Regions from separate parts of the Zea mays genome. Here region 2 is linked to region 1. Evidence: chromatin contacts called from public Hi-C data. All regions are on one chromosome and are shown on one strand. Each heading gives the region's core, a stretch centred on a gene start, on an enhancer-like site or on the middle of the called end of the contact. The rest is flanking DNA. Distances are from core to core; before and after follow the strand shown.

Region 1 (7,376 bases), core at 2,994-5,493:
GACTTCGGCGGCACGGCCACCATCACCAACACCGATCCCAGTAAGCAAGCTCACCGCCATGACCGCATTTCTTGGCGAAGTATTTTATCAGTAGACAACCTCTTACTACAAATATTTGTGTATCTCACCCTCTCAAGAATTTCCTTCCGGCTTGCAGGTTCAGGGTCGTGCCAGTACCCATCATCAAGGTACGCGCTCGTTCTGCGTCCACGCGAATCCAACTCATCCAAGCAAAGAACAAAAACAAAACCTGACTGCTATTCGAAACGGTGGCTAAAAATTTGTTATCTTGTGGAATGGCAGCGGCGGCGGCGGCGCTCAGAACATGGTGCCCCCGCCATCCCCGACGACGACCATGCCGCCGACAGTCCCCAGTACCGTCCCGATGACCCCGACGCCGACGGCGCCGGACACCGGTACCCCGGTCTACGGGCTGTCCCCGCCCGACTACAGCGGCTCAACTTCCCCTCCCGGCTACGGATCGACGTCTCCCCCGGACTACAACGACGTCAGCGCCGCCGCCGCGAGGGTGAGGCAGCAGGGCGGCGCGGCGCTGGCGCTGACGCTTCTGTGCGTCGTCGTCGCGACAGTGTCGCTGCGCGTCTCCAAATGAGAGCGCGCGGAGCTAGGTGGAGATTATACAGGGCGGTCTCAGGCGAGACGTACGTTACGTGGCGCGCCCCGTACGTGGTGGCTGGCTGAAAGACGCAGAGGTCCGTCGTCGCCGTGGACCGACGGTGGTGTGGTGCCCGGCCAGCCGGGGGGAGCTTCCGAGCAGAGTCGCAAGTCTGCTTACTGTTGTATAAGAAATGTGACGAGCTTCCTAGCAACGCCTATAATATAGGCCATTCCACTGTTGTACTTAGGAGTATGTCAGAAAATTCTTTTCTTTGCTCTCTCCGTTTGCTCATGCTGAATAATATAGTTATGATAAAGTAAGGAGCGAACAATTAAGCTTTGAAGTAGCTGTAGCTTGCGATTTTGTTACTAGGATTTAATCTCCGTTTTAGGGAGAATCGGAAATTAAAGGGTGTTTGATTTAAGGAATCACTACATCCAAATTGAGGTGGTGCATCATAGGTTTATTCCTCAAATTTGGTGAGATGAACTTATTCCTCATATTAGTACTAAATAACTAACTATGAGGAATGAGGTGGTGATGGATCAACTCATTCCATTCCACAAACCAAACAAAAATAGTGAGAAGCGAGAAGATAATGAATTAGCTCATTCCTCAAACAAACACCCTATAAACATACACATCGCATCCATGGTTCCAAAGGCGCATTCACGCAGTCAATGATTCTATAGTGCTACACCCAGTCTTCAAATACTTGATTGAACAAAGAAAAAAAACAAAGTCTCGTGCCAAAAAAACGTAAAAAAAAACAAGGCCATAACGAGTGCAAAAAACGCAAAACAAAGGCACATCTAGAACTTCAGATCTCACAAACCTGGTGTATTAATTTGAGTTGCAAACCATCTAAGCTAACAAAATCCTGTGTTAAAATGGAACCTAAACGTATTTATTAGGGGTATTATAGGAAAAAACAACCTCATTTAATAGCTCCATTGCATGATATACGTGGTCATGCCCAAAACATCGAGTTTAGAAAACCAGAGGGAGTATCAAATATAGAAAAAAAAATGTTAGGAGAGACTTCTCTTCATATTTTCTAACTCTAACTATCTATTTCAAGCATACCTAGTGACACTACTTTATAGGAATGGCCAAGGAAGAGCTCCATGCTCCTAGTCCCAGATGCAGTAGCAGGGCTCGAGCCATCCTACTCTGATGCTAGATATATCTTTTATTAAATGGTTCTATGGCTTGGTCAAGCAAGACCTAACTTGAATCTATTCTCCTGACCACTTGCATTGATCGGAGGCGTAAGGCGCAACCCTATTCTTTATTGTGGTTCTCGGCTACAGACACTATATGAATCGTAGACAGGGTTGGCACAGTGAACAATTCCTAGCTCTGTTAACCCTAGCCACCACAAGCTCTTGGGTCTCGATCATCTCCTAGACAAGGATGACAACAAATAAAGTGAGGGTCTGTGTATGGTTTTATGCCCGCAGATAAGGATACGAATTTAGATCTGTACCCAACGGGTTTATTTTCATGGGTATAAAACACTTTAATCATGTACCCGTATACCTAGGGCTGGATATCGAGACGGTTCGGCTCGACCGAACGTGAGCTGGCTTGGCTCATTAAGGAACTGAAATAGAGAATCAGCTCTGCTCGGCTTGTTCACAAGCTCGATCTGGCTCGTTTAGCTCATGAGCCGCAGCGAAAAAACAACATACATACACACACAATATAATCAGTTACTAGTTAATTTTAGTCCAATTTAACACCAAAAAAGAGTAATAATACTTACAATTTCATATACCACATCAATCCAGCATCAAATTAACTCATTTTGTCACTTATTAGTTCATCTAACACAAGAATAGACTTTGTTTTGCTGATAAACGGTTGTTCGTTCGAGCTAAAAGGCTCACTTGAGCTCAGTTCGAGCTTACTCGTAAACCAAGCTAAAATGTAACTTAGCTTGTGAATTGGGAGGAGAACTCAAGTTGACTCGCTAATAAACCAAGTCGAACGAGTTCACAAGAGTATTTGTCTAGCCCTTTATACATCCACGAATCCGCGTATATATATATACTTAGAATTAGTTTGTCAACCACATTTTACCAAAGAATTTTTATTTTCTTAGAGCTAGTTTGGGAACATTATTTTCCCAAGGATTTTTCATTTTCCTAAGAGAAATTAGTTCATTTCTGCTTGGGAAATTGGAAATCCCATGAAAAAATGGGAATGCCAAACTAGTCCTTAAAGAAAATTAGTTCATTTTTCTTGAAAAATATGAATCATTTTGAAAAATGGAGTTCCCACTTCCGCCCCTCAGAGGAAACTCTAGCTCTGTTCCGTCCCCATATCCTGCCATCCGTGGAGTGGCGCGGTACTTGCGGCGCCTACGAATTGGGGGAAACTCGAGTGAGATCATGCGCCATGGCAACGGCGGGTTCTCGTCAACTCTGCCAACCGTGTTCCCTCGCAGGATAAAAGGCCGCGCTCCCGTCGGCGCTGCGGTGGAAGAAGCCGCGCGCGCGGGAACGTGCTGGCGGCGCTGTTCCAGCGCGCGGCGTACCACCTGCTGAGGCTGCTGGAGTCCGTGGCGGTGGTGGTGGTGGCGGCGGCAGTGGCGCAGCTCCTGCTTCTTCTTCGTGCGCTTCGGCTCCACGTCAGAGTGCTCTAGCGGCGCCACTTCGCTCTGGATGACAAACTACAGACGTCATGAGAACTTTGCCATTCGGCCGCATCCACCGAGTAGTGACTAGCTAGCTAGAGTGGTCTGCATTTCACGCAAACGCCAAAAGCACAATCAACCATCAACAACTTAACAAATCTGTTTTCTATCTGCCTAAAAAAACCAGTATCCTCTCTCCGATTTGCTCAGTCATCAAACCTATGCAGCCAACCCAGCAACAGAACGAGAGCTTGGTTGTGCACTTGTGTTTGTGCAGTAGGCATCGGCGACGGCTTGGCCCCCTGCACTGCTTGCATGATATCGCAACTTGCCTGCGCTGCGACTGCGAGCACTAGAGTAGTCAGTAGAGTAGTAGAGGCATTTAGCCATCCGAGTCAGGTGCGGGGCCGTGGAGTGGAGCACAAGTTCAAGTACTTGTCATGTCGTGCCCCCAAAGGCTTCCCTGCCCGCCCGCCACTGGCCCATGGGGTTTATAGGCTGTTACTATGCTTGACAGCTTGAGCAACGAACACCCAGCTATGGCGACATGACGCCACAACTTCTGCCATTTGTGCGGGAGAGAGAATCGTTGGTCTTCGAAGGCACCGCACCTGAGACCTGAAGAGGCAGCGATGCCCAAACGTGTAACGTGCCGCTACGACGTTGCTGTGCTCTCGTCCTACTCCTACCTACGTACGCCCTCCGTGACGGAAAAAAATTTGTTGCAGCCCGGCTGCAAATCAGGCTGTTTGCAGCCCCTCACAAAAAGGAGGATAGGCTCCACCTGCAGGTCCACCAGATAACGTTTTAGTTGTATTATTTACCTGCGGGTGGGACCTATCCTCCTTTTTGTGAGGGGCTGCAAACAGCCTGGTTTACAGCCGGACTGCAACAAATTTTTTTCCTCCGTGACTCCCTCCCTCTATAAAGAGAGCTCCAACGCCGCCTCCGGCTCTTTGGGCTTCCAATCCTTCCCCTCTCGGCAGCTATCCGTCGCCAGTGCGTGTTTTTGTTTCCCGCTCTCGCGATCTCTACTCTCGTCTCTCGTGCAAGCTCTAAGGCAAGGATGGGGCGTAGGACATGTGGCACGGCCTTCATCCTTCTCTACGTGCTGTCTACGTCGACATTGCCCGCGTCGTCATCGAACACCGGCGACGGCCTCATCCGCATCCCGCTGAAGAAGAGATCGATAATGGACACCATCTACGGCGACCTCCTGCCGAAGCCGAGCGCGCCGGAGGAGAAGGAGAAGCAAGCCGTCGACGACCCGGTGCGGGACGCCATAGCCCGAGCACGCGAGCGGCAGCACGAAATGCTGGTCCAGGCCGCTGCCACGGAACGCAGGCGCAGGTACTACTGGAGCTACAGCGGGGCCGGGGGCAAGGGAAACGGCAGCCGTCTGCATGACGGAGGCCAGGGCGAGGGGTCGGGGAGCATCGCCATCGTTGCGCTCAAGAACTTCCTCAACGCCCAGTACTTTGGGCAGATCGGGGTCGGCTGCCCGCCGCAGAACTTCACCGTCGTCTTCGACACCGGGAGCGCCAACCTCTGGGTCCCTTCTGCCAAGTGCTTTTTCTCGGTGAGAATGGCGTGTGCCGTATATGCTTTTTTGCCTTTGCTTTCCTTCTTGCTCTCGTTTTCGATGTCTGTCGTGCTTGGGGACAGTTTATTTGTTTGCTAGTACGTACTCTACTCATCTTTTGGTTGCCCTCTGCAAACAGCTCGCGTGTTTATTCCATCCCAAGTATGACTCCCGCCAGTCCAGCACTTACAAACCGAATGGTACGTACGGCTCTCTATATATTCAGACCATCACTTCCACTGCAACTATGATTGCTGTTGCCTGTTGCCTTGTTGGTTTGAGCTCTGCATCTCTTTTCGGTATATATTCAGGAACACCGGCTTCTATTCACTACGGGACGGGAGGGATTGCTGGTTTTTACAGCCAAGACCAGGTCACGGTTGGCAATCTGGTAGTTCAAAACCAGGTGCTTCATTTCCCATCTTGTTACTTACCAAATTCACTTCACATGTGAAATAAACAGCACTGGTTTTACTGAACCCAACTGAACCACCCAGGAGTTCATCGAAGCCACTCACGAGCCTGGCTTCACCTTTCTACTGGCAAAATTCGACGGCATCCTCGGGCTTGCATTTCAGGAAATTTCAGTTGAAGGTTCACTTCCAGTATGGTACGACAGCTGCCGTTGTTTAACTTGTTCTAGTTTTCTATAGAGTCTGATGATCTAGCATTTACTTGCCACAACGACAACTGAGTGTGCGCCTTAGATTTCATGCCAGGGATATCGCATCAACTGCAAAAACAAAAAAGATCACAAGTAACTTACCAGTGCAGCTGTCGTTAAATACAATCTTGCTTTCATGATTATGGTACCAATAGCTCTTTTTTTTTTCCTAACAAATACTTGTGCTCAGTAGCTATTCTGACGAAACAATCTCTTATTCATCAAGCAAAGGCTCCATCATGAAGTTATCATACACAGTTCGTAACTAAACATTTACTTGCATTGAACTGTTTTCTACTTTGCGGGAAATCGCATTGAAAATGTGGTGTCAGGTACAATATGGTGAACCAAAACCTAGTGGCGCAGCCTGTTTTCTCCTTCTGGTTAAACCGGAACCCATTCGACGGGGAAGGGGGCGAAATTGTGTTTGGAGGTTCTGACGAACAGCATTACAAAGGAAGCCATACGTACACCAGGGTCACTCGGAAAGGCTACTGGCAGGTTGGGGTTTCTCGTCTGAACTCCTGAAAGCGATGTTATCTCATAGTATAGCTTTTTTTTTTCTTTCTTCAGAGCTTGCTTGTCTTGTTCTGATGTCCATGTTTGCAGTTTGAAATGGGTGACTTTCTCATTGGCGGAAGGAGCACTGGTACAATGCGTTAAAGCTCGTGTTTACTGCATCAGACACCAGGCATGCTTATATGGTTGCGACAATTTGTTTCTCTGATAGACAATGTGTGTGGTGGTGATAGGAATCTGTGTGGATGGTTGTGCGGCCATTGCAGACTCTGGGACTTCGCTGATTGCTGGTCCTCTAGTAAGCAAAATATCACTGATGTATACCTTATGTTTATTACACAAATGTGCTAACAAAAGCCTTGAAACTGGCGTTGAAATTACTGTCTCATGAGGGAGGGTTTTTTTTCATAGTATAGTAGTATCCTCTACTGTGCAGGTTGCCATTGCCCAGATCAATGAACAGATTGGAGCGGCCGGGGTGGTCAACCAAGAGTGCAAACAGGTCGTTGCTGGTTACGGGCTACAAATTGCAGGGCTGCTGGAAGCTCAGGTTGTTAGAGAAAACGGATGAACTCTGTTCTTACTTAGTGACGAGTCACGTAAATAATCCAGCTTCTTTGGTTAACATTCAGCAGACACCACCATCAGAAGTGTGCTCGAAGGTCGGGCTCTGCACGTTCGATGGGACACGCGGAGTAAGGTTCGTGCAATGGCTGGAAAGTTCTGGCCGTGGTTCTTGAAATCAATTTAAATTTCAGATAAAGCCTTCCTTCCTTCCCTTTACAGTTCTTCTTCATGCTCCTCCGGTCGCAGTGCTGCTGGCATCGAGAGTGTACCGGGATCCGTAGACGGCATGGCGGAAGCTCTATGCAACGCGTGCGAGATAGTAGTGTTCTGGACGCAAAGCGAGCTGAGCCCGAACAGGAGCAACGAGGGCACGCTGGAGTACGTGGACAGGGTGAGTGAGAGGCTATCTCGACTCGAGCCACTGGTTCTTCCTTCGTCTTCGCCAGACATGTCTAACCCCAGAAGTTGAGTTGCATCCATCGACGTACGTATACAGCTCTGCGAAAGCATGCCCGATCCGGTGGGGTCGCGCGTGGACTGCGGACGCGTGGGTTCCCTGCAGACCGTTGCGTTCAGCATCGGTGGAAGGGCGTTCGAGCTCCGGCCTGACCAGGTGAACATAACTTGCCTGAACCTTTGCTGCTTGTCAATTCAGGGAGTGAGCTAGTTAGTAGTAGTAATGGCATGCAACTGAAAAGGCCGTCTTCCTGTTGTGGAGCAGTACGTCCTCAAGGTCGGCGAGGGGTTCGCCGCGCACTGCATCAGCGGGTTCACGGCTCTGGAC
Region 2 (7,376 bases), core at 3,129-5,628, 380 kb before region 1:
GTAGAGGCTAGGAACTATCTAACCACCATCTCATTGTAGTCACACCTGCTAGCCATGAAATCATGAGGCCCGACTACTTGAAATGCTTAGATAAGCTCTATCATCACTAACTCATTCTGCATATAGTTCCAATCAATGGTTTGATGCATGTGGAAATTTGTGTAAAAATGTGTCCCTAGAAGACATCAAACTGCATCTGAGTGTGAAAGAAGAGCACATTTGTATCATTTTCAAGGGCATACTGATTATGACTTCTTAGTGTTGAATACTCAGTCATTGAGAAGCTCCTCTTTGGATAGGTCCACCTATAGATGTTAATAGGCTCATTAGCCCTAGGATCCTCAGGAATCACTTACACTCCACCACCAACTAAAGACTGAGCCTCTGAACCAAGTGTTGGATCATAATCCACATCTACATCATCATGACCATGTTGTCCCCCTTTATAATCTTCTTGGCGTCCTTTCAATGCTTTGCCCAGACCACTGTTGCATATCAAAAAGAACAAATAATAAGCATATGTATCAATCGGGTGATCTTTTGCAATAACATGGTGAATTCTTGAGAGAGGATGAGGATTATGAGTTAATGTTTAGGGACATACCAAGTGACTTGGAGATGTATGATCTTCAGAATCATCAACTTCATTGTTTTGTTGACTTTGGTGATTTTGATCATTTATAGTTGAGGAATATGGTATAACAACCACGCTATCATCATCATCTTCCTTTGGTTTCACATCACTAATACCTATTGTCTTGATAGCATTGCTCAACTCATTTCCTATTACATCACTCAAGTTTTCACTTTCTTCTTGAGAGCCATTTGTGTCAACAAATTCAACATCATAAGATTCTTCAACAATGGCACGAGTCTTGTTATATACTTTACAAGCTTTGTTATTTGATGAATAACTAAGAAGAAACCCTTCATCATATTTCTTCTCAAACTTTGAGAGACGCCTCTCTTTCATCAATATATAAAATTTGCAACCAAAACCCCAAAAATATGAGATATTTGGTTTCCTTCCAGTAAGTAACTCATATGGAGTCTTCTTCAATAGTCTGTGACAATACATTATATTTGAAGCATGATAAACGATATTAATAGCTTTAGCCCAAAAAGAATCTAAAATGTTATATTCTTCAAGCATAGACTTAGACATATCAATTCATGTTCTGTTCTTCCTCTCAACAAAACCATTTTGTTCTGGTGTATATTTGGAAGAGAACTCATGTTTAATACCCTTGTCATCGCAATACTCATCAACTCTTGCATTTTAAAAAGTTTGAACCATTACTTCTTTTGATCATACTCAAACTAATTTTGATTCAGTCTAGCATATGATTTGAATGTACCAAACACACTAGATTTATCATGAATAAAGAATACCCATGTAAACCTTGAGTCGTCATCCACTATCACAAGACAATAAGTATTACCACCAATGCACGCATAGGTTTTAGGCCCAAAAAGATCCATATGCAGAAGTTCCAATGGTTTATGAGTAGACATTTGACTCTTGTTGGATGAGTGTTAGCCATTTGCTTTTCGTCTTAACAATCACTAAACAACTTATCTTTTTCAAATTTCACATTTTTCAAACCTCAAACGGGATCATCCCTAATTGATCTGTTAAGTTGTGTCATGCCAAAATGAGCAAGCCTTCTATGCCACAACCATTCTAAAGATGCCTTAGAGAACAAACAAGTTGTGAGATTTTCTTCATTAGATGAAAATCAACTAAATAAAGATTCTCATGATGGAAGCATTTAAATACAAGATTGCTTATGTCCACATAGGTGATAACCACATCATTAATAAAAAATGCAATTGAATACAAGATCACATAATTAGGCTATGGATAGCAAATTAAAATTAAGGGACTCAGCCGATAGCACGTTTAATATAGAATGATCATTAGAGATAGCAATTCTACCCAATCCTTTCACATTTCCTTTGCTATTGTCTCCAAATGTGCTATTTTCATAACTGGTGTAATTTTCATTGCTCATAGAAGAGAACATCCTCATATCACCTGTCATGTATTGAGTACACCCTCTATCAAGCACCCAATGGTTACCACCCGCCTTGTAGTTTACCTATAAAATAAATCAGTTTATTTTATGTGCCCAAACTTGTTTGGGTCCTTAGATGTTAGTCACCAAGGCCTTTGGTATCTAAATGGCATTCTTTTTAGCACCAATTATAGGCGTGCCAACAAAGTTTGAACAAACACCTTTGGAATTATCAGTATAAACATAGCAAGGGTCAAATGGAGCAAGGGATAGACTCTTGTTCCTTAGACAATACTTCTTCATATGACCCACTATGTGACACTTATGGAAAGTTTTGCCACACTCCTTCTCATAATTGGTCTTTTGTTTAGCAAATTCATTCTTACCCTTCTTGGGAATGTACCCAAGGCCTTCATAGTTAAGTGAGCACCTTTGACTTCCAAGACGAAATTCAACTTGGCCTTGCCACCATATGCTCTTTCCAAATCATGAGTTAGTGAATTAGCTTTCTTAACTAACACATCATTTTCAACAATACGTGTGTCATCGCAAGAGATTTTATCACCCATGAGAGAAATATTGCACTTTCTACAATAAATGTTAGTCAAACTTGGTGCAATTGTGGGACTATAAAGTGAGTCACAAGTGACACCCATGTCTACCTCGACTGTAATGGCCTCATGCATAAGGGGAGATTTGAGCTTCCTTAAACTTCACATGAGCCTCTTATAGATTCTCATGAGAAATATTTAGCTCCTCAAAAGACACTTGAAGTGATTTGTACAAATCCTTCAATGCCTTAAACTATTCTTTCTCCTTGCGTGTAGTCATCTGCCTCACTAATCATTTTAACAAGATCGTCATAAGAATACTCATCATCATCGTTATGATCATCATTTTTACCTTTGAGTCACCTCTTTCCATAAGGCAATGTGGAGTAGAGAAGAGTGATGGAGCCTCATTGATGGTGATGACGGCATTAAGCTTGATGGCATCACCTTTATCATCTGAATTCGAACTTGCAAGTCTAGTATTAGTTTTCCTTGGCCTATTCCTTGATCTCTATGTGGCTCTACGCCACCTAGGGATGCCCTGGGTGGCCCGCAAACCCTGGAGCACTCCCTAGAACTCTCCTCCCCAACGGGGTCTCTCCCGAGAGTCAAGATCTAGGGTTCTACGCCACCAAAAGACGTTCTGCGCCATCGCGGACCGTTCAATGCGACACAGAGAGGAGACGCTCCTGCAGCGAGGTTGTAGACCGTCCAGCCTCACGTCACAGATCGTTCACGCTTCCACGGAGAACACCATTAGGAAATACATCCCTAATGTTTAGCTCCAAATCGGAAATAACCAAACGAATTACAGTATTCAAACACCCAGATAAAACAAAAAATAGAAACGAAAAAGAAAAGAAAGAAACAAATACGTGCTAGAAACGCTCAGGAGTGCAAGGTCTTTCTAGTAATTACAGTAGGCTCGCTGGCGCCAAAGCTTATCACGAAAAACGTTGCAATCCAGACCCAAATCATTTCAGAACTCACCGGCTATCTTGCCGCGTTCCGTTGCACGTGCGCTCCAGTGCCCAGCCGTCGCTTCCGAGTTCCGTTGCCTCGTTCGGCTCCTGTCGTCAGCGCCGCGCGGATGGTAGACACGGCGGCGGCCACACGCGCGTGGGTGCTGCCGGCAGCGAGGAGTACGTTCTAGCCTGGCTGCCTGGGGCAACTGCGCGACGCGTAGGCAAAGCAGTGGGCATGGCCGCAAGCTGGGTGCAGAAGATCAAGCGCCGTCCTCTGGTCGACGTGTACCCCACCAACTCCATCAATTCTCGGCGGGTATATGCATACTACTAGCTCGTATCACTGTCTAGATGGTCCCACATACGATCTCCAAACGTGTCAGTGACGGAACGCAAAGACGCGTATGACTAATGTATGCCGATCCAATAAAGTGGGACCAAGCGCTATAAATTAACGGACGGAATCCGCCCGGCATGATGAGGTAGCGCATCCTCACCGTCCACGTGTACCCTCCGGCACAAATATCCACACACCGGACGGACATTCTACCTCTCGAACTGACATTTGGGCTCGCTCTACTCCTACCCCGCATGTCAGTGGTCAAGTATGTTTGGAGCAGTGTAACGGAGGCGCAGGGGCATGAAGGCGGAGTGGGGACAGCCGCAAACCCACCGTGAAAATACAAAACCTACATAGACTTGTACCTTCTAGTGTACCGTCCACGCGGGCCCGGCCTTGCGTGCCCCACATGTCTGCGGTTGCGAACGGAGGAAGGTTAAGCCTGGCGTTGGCGGACGCGGATCGGTCGCATAGATTATGTGGTGCGGGATTGGCGAGCGATCGAGCTGTCCCTGCCTGTGTTCTTGCCTCTTGCCTCTTGCGCCTTGCTAGCTTGCTTGCCTCCCTGCTCCCTCCTCCTCCCTCTTCCTCGTCGCTTCTCTGATTCTTCCTGGCCTTTGCCGGAGCAAGGCTAGGCGCGAGGAGAGGGTGCTGTGCTCAGCCAGAGGTCATCGGCGCTACGCGAGCGCACTGCCTGTGTACGTATCTCTTCTCGTCTCTCTCGAGCTCTGCGCTTGGTCTGGTCGGAGGTTTCGTGAGCACAAAGTTCTTGCCCCGTCTCTTTAGTAGTATCGATGCTTGTTCTCAACTTTCTAGCGTGTGATTAAGCTGGGGACGGCCCTCTCAGTCTCTCACGGTGAATTTGGCGGCGAATTTGGTGGGTATTTGTGGTCTTTTGTAGCATGAACACGAGGAGATTTCGGCGAGCTGCTGAAAACGCGGAACTGTTCTGGTTTTTTTTCCTGTGTGAAATTCGAGTGCCGAAGGACGATCCTGTAGTTCCAAGACTCTAAGCTCGACAGAGATGTTCGGTGAAGGCTGTTGGCCTGGTCTCTGTTCTCCGCACTTCTTTCTCCACTCGTGATTCTGCGCTGTGATTTTCCGACGACGAGGAGTGAAGTGAGCCCCTCTTTTTGTGATGTGATGTCGGGAATTTTACGGGGTTAGTAGTGCTTTGACGTACGGTATATTCCGCATCCGATTTTCCTGTTGCAGGGGAGATTTGTGATGGTCTAAAAACGAAAAGTAGAGGAAAGGGGGAAAAGGGGACGGATGCTGTCTGGTAGAGTTGTTACTTGCTGCCACTGCCAGAGGATCCAAGAGTATTAGCGGACCTGTTTTGCTTTGGCGAATTCACTTATAACATGCTCCCGGCATGCGAGAAGTGACAGCTGATTTCGAGTTTCGAGTAGAGTAAATTTGTTGACTAATACTATTGTTTAGTCAAAGACGCATATCTTTTTCTTGTTTTGTTAATAATGATTACATTTACATTACTTCCTTTGTCTACGGACTAATCGTCACAATACTAAGTTTTTGTTTTTTCATGTCGAATTGATTAGCGCTTTCCCTTTACAGATTTATTAGTGGTTAAAGTATGTTCTTTCGACTGCATTAGGTTGTAGATAGTTCCTTGTTTCACCTTTTCTCCACTAATGTCTTTAGTGATATCAAATGTTTCAACAGTTGGCCTTTTCCTACTGGAACTGCAGTACTTTGAACATGCTTTTTGCAAATACTTGCACTAAGGATGAATAAAATGTTAAGCAACGACTGTTTAGGGACACAGGAGCCTCATACATTTTGCAAGACCACTGAAACACTGGAACATTCACACCCTCAAGAGGTTACACTTGATAAAACGGTGGCGGGGTCAACGCTAATAAGTCATCAAAATGGTAAAGTCTTCATAGATTCCAGTCTCATTTACCTGGCTAGATTCATTTCAATCTTTCCTACTGTCAATGAATTGTGCTTTTCCTGTTTGGAGCGTATATATGGTCAAAGCAGATCCACAGAAGATAATCTGTATTATATGCTATAGGTTGCGCCTTCGTAATCTGAAACTCTGAGTAAATACACTACCTGAAATGCAAAAAACCTCAGTTCTGGCCATGTTACAGGTACTGAGTACTAACTGCTGATATTTTGACTGACCAGTACCTTTTAACATGAAAGGACCCATTTGTGGCTTGTAAAGTAGAATCGGAAGCAGGGCGAAGGTAGGTAGTAATTAGGGGGTGCACACGCACCCATATTTTTTTTGCAAAACTAGTAATTTAGACTAAATTTCCACCATATATGCACCACCTATAAGTTATTACCATGCACTCCTAGGCCCTAAGTCATGTGCACCCCCCTCTGCTCTACTCTAGCTTCGCCACTTATCGGAAGCATCTTTGTTCTGTCAAAGTGGAAAAAGAGAATGTTCTAGTTAGTATGTTAAATGATGGCAGGTGAATTAATATATCGTGAAGTAGTCTAAGATACTTAGATACAGTTCTTAGTTGTTCTTCATATTTCAATATGCTTTACAAATGTTATTGTTATAAATGGCATGATACTGTTACAGTGGTACTGCATAACATTACTTCGACTATTGTAAGTTTATTTTTTATACAAAAAGAAAGAATTGCAGTGATTGTTTTGTACTGATCACGAAGTTCAAGTTTTAGTAAATTTGTGCACCCTCTTTCCCTCCCAAAAATCAACTTTACCTTCTGCTAGAATCTAGGACCTTCGGCACAGAATTAGTTGGGTACAACATTACTGTATGGCTTATGTTACACTAATCATATTTATGTATGTATTGAGATGCACTTTCACAAGCACATGGAGGTTTGAACTTGATCTGGGAAAACATAATTTAGCATATTAGTACCAATTTTATTTAGTAGATTATTTCTGGACTGCAAGAATGTGTTCCAACTTTTTTTTCTTCCATCCCTTTTTGCAGTGTGCTGCACTGCCGGAGTATCAGGGGAAAACGCTGAAATCATGGAAATCACCTTATTGCATGATGAATCTGATGCAGGAAGCACCAGTTTGCTACCGCCATTGTTGTCATATGGTCCAAGATCAATGGTAATTAACCTTTATTTTCCTTTCAGAAAGTTCCTGGGAACACCAGCATAGTTGCATCGCTAAAGTTTCAAAAATGGAAGAAGAATGGAAAAAGAAAACACAAACCAGCTTTGACACAACACCATGATAGTAGTAGTAGTACTAAATTATTATTATTATTATTATTCGACGTCGTCCAACCAAAAAGCCCAGTTCTTGAACTTCGTACTGATTCTAGCTAATACCACAGCAGCTATGGTTAGATTTTCTAACAACTTCCCTCGATCAAATCATTTTGGATTCAGTTCTCTTAGATTTTCTTTTTACTCCCTCCATCCCAAATTGTAAGTCATTTTGGTTGTTTTAGATACATAAAATTTTGGTATGTATCTAGATATACACTATATGCATAGCAAAATCTATGCATATAGAAAAAGCC

What was found. Hi-C and Micro-C count contacts between places; a contact is called where the count stands out from the background.
Region 2: a Hi-C map of bundle sheath shows a contact between it and region 1, with 2.7 times the contacts expected there. The contact joins the promoter of LOC100283041 here to the promoter of LOC100383486 in region 1. A contact is called at or near these places in 2 of 25 Hi-C or Micro-C datasets (bundle sheath and ear).

The regions. Positions count from the first base shown.
Region 1 is chr3:221,960,660-221,968,035 of Zm-B73-REFERENCE-NAM-5.0, reverse strand. LOC100383486 reads left to right here and starts at 4,243. Exons shown (of 13, transcript NM_001176134.1): 1 at 4,243-4,839; 2 at 4,982-5,042; 3 at 5,154-5,248; 4 at 5,340-5,452; 5 at 5,839-6,007; 6 at 6,116-6,155; 7 at 6,259-6,323; 8 at 6,462-6,575; 9 at 6,661-6,725; 10 at 6,839-6,983; 11 at 7,089-7,205; 12 at 7,314-7,376. The coding sequence starts at 4,327. LOC100192780 reads left to right here. Exons shown (of 9, transcript NM_001358552.1): 7 at 1-40; 8 at 158-188; 9 at 304-898. The coding sequence ends at 702.
Region 2 is chr3:222,338,221-222,345,596 of Zm-B73-REFERENCE-NAM-5.0, reverse strand. It overlaps LOC100283041 (CTD-phosphatase-like protein), which reads left to right and starts at 4,378. Exons shown (of 7, transcript NM_001412291.1): 1 at 4,378-4,572; 2 at 5,656-5,772; 3 at 6,831-6,958. The coding sequence starts at 6,872.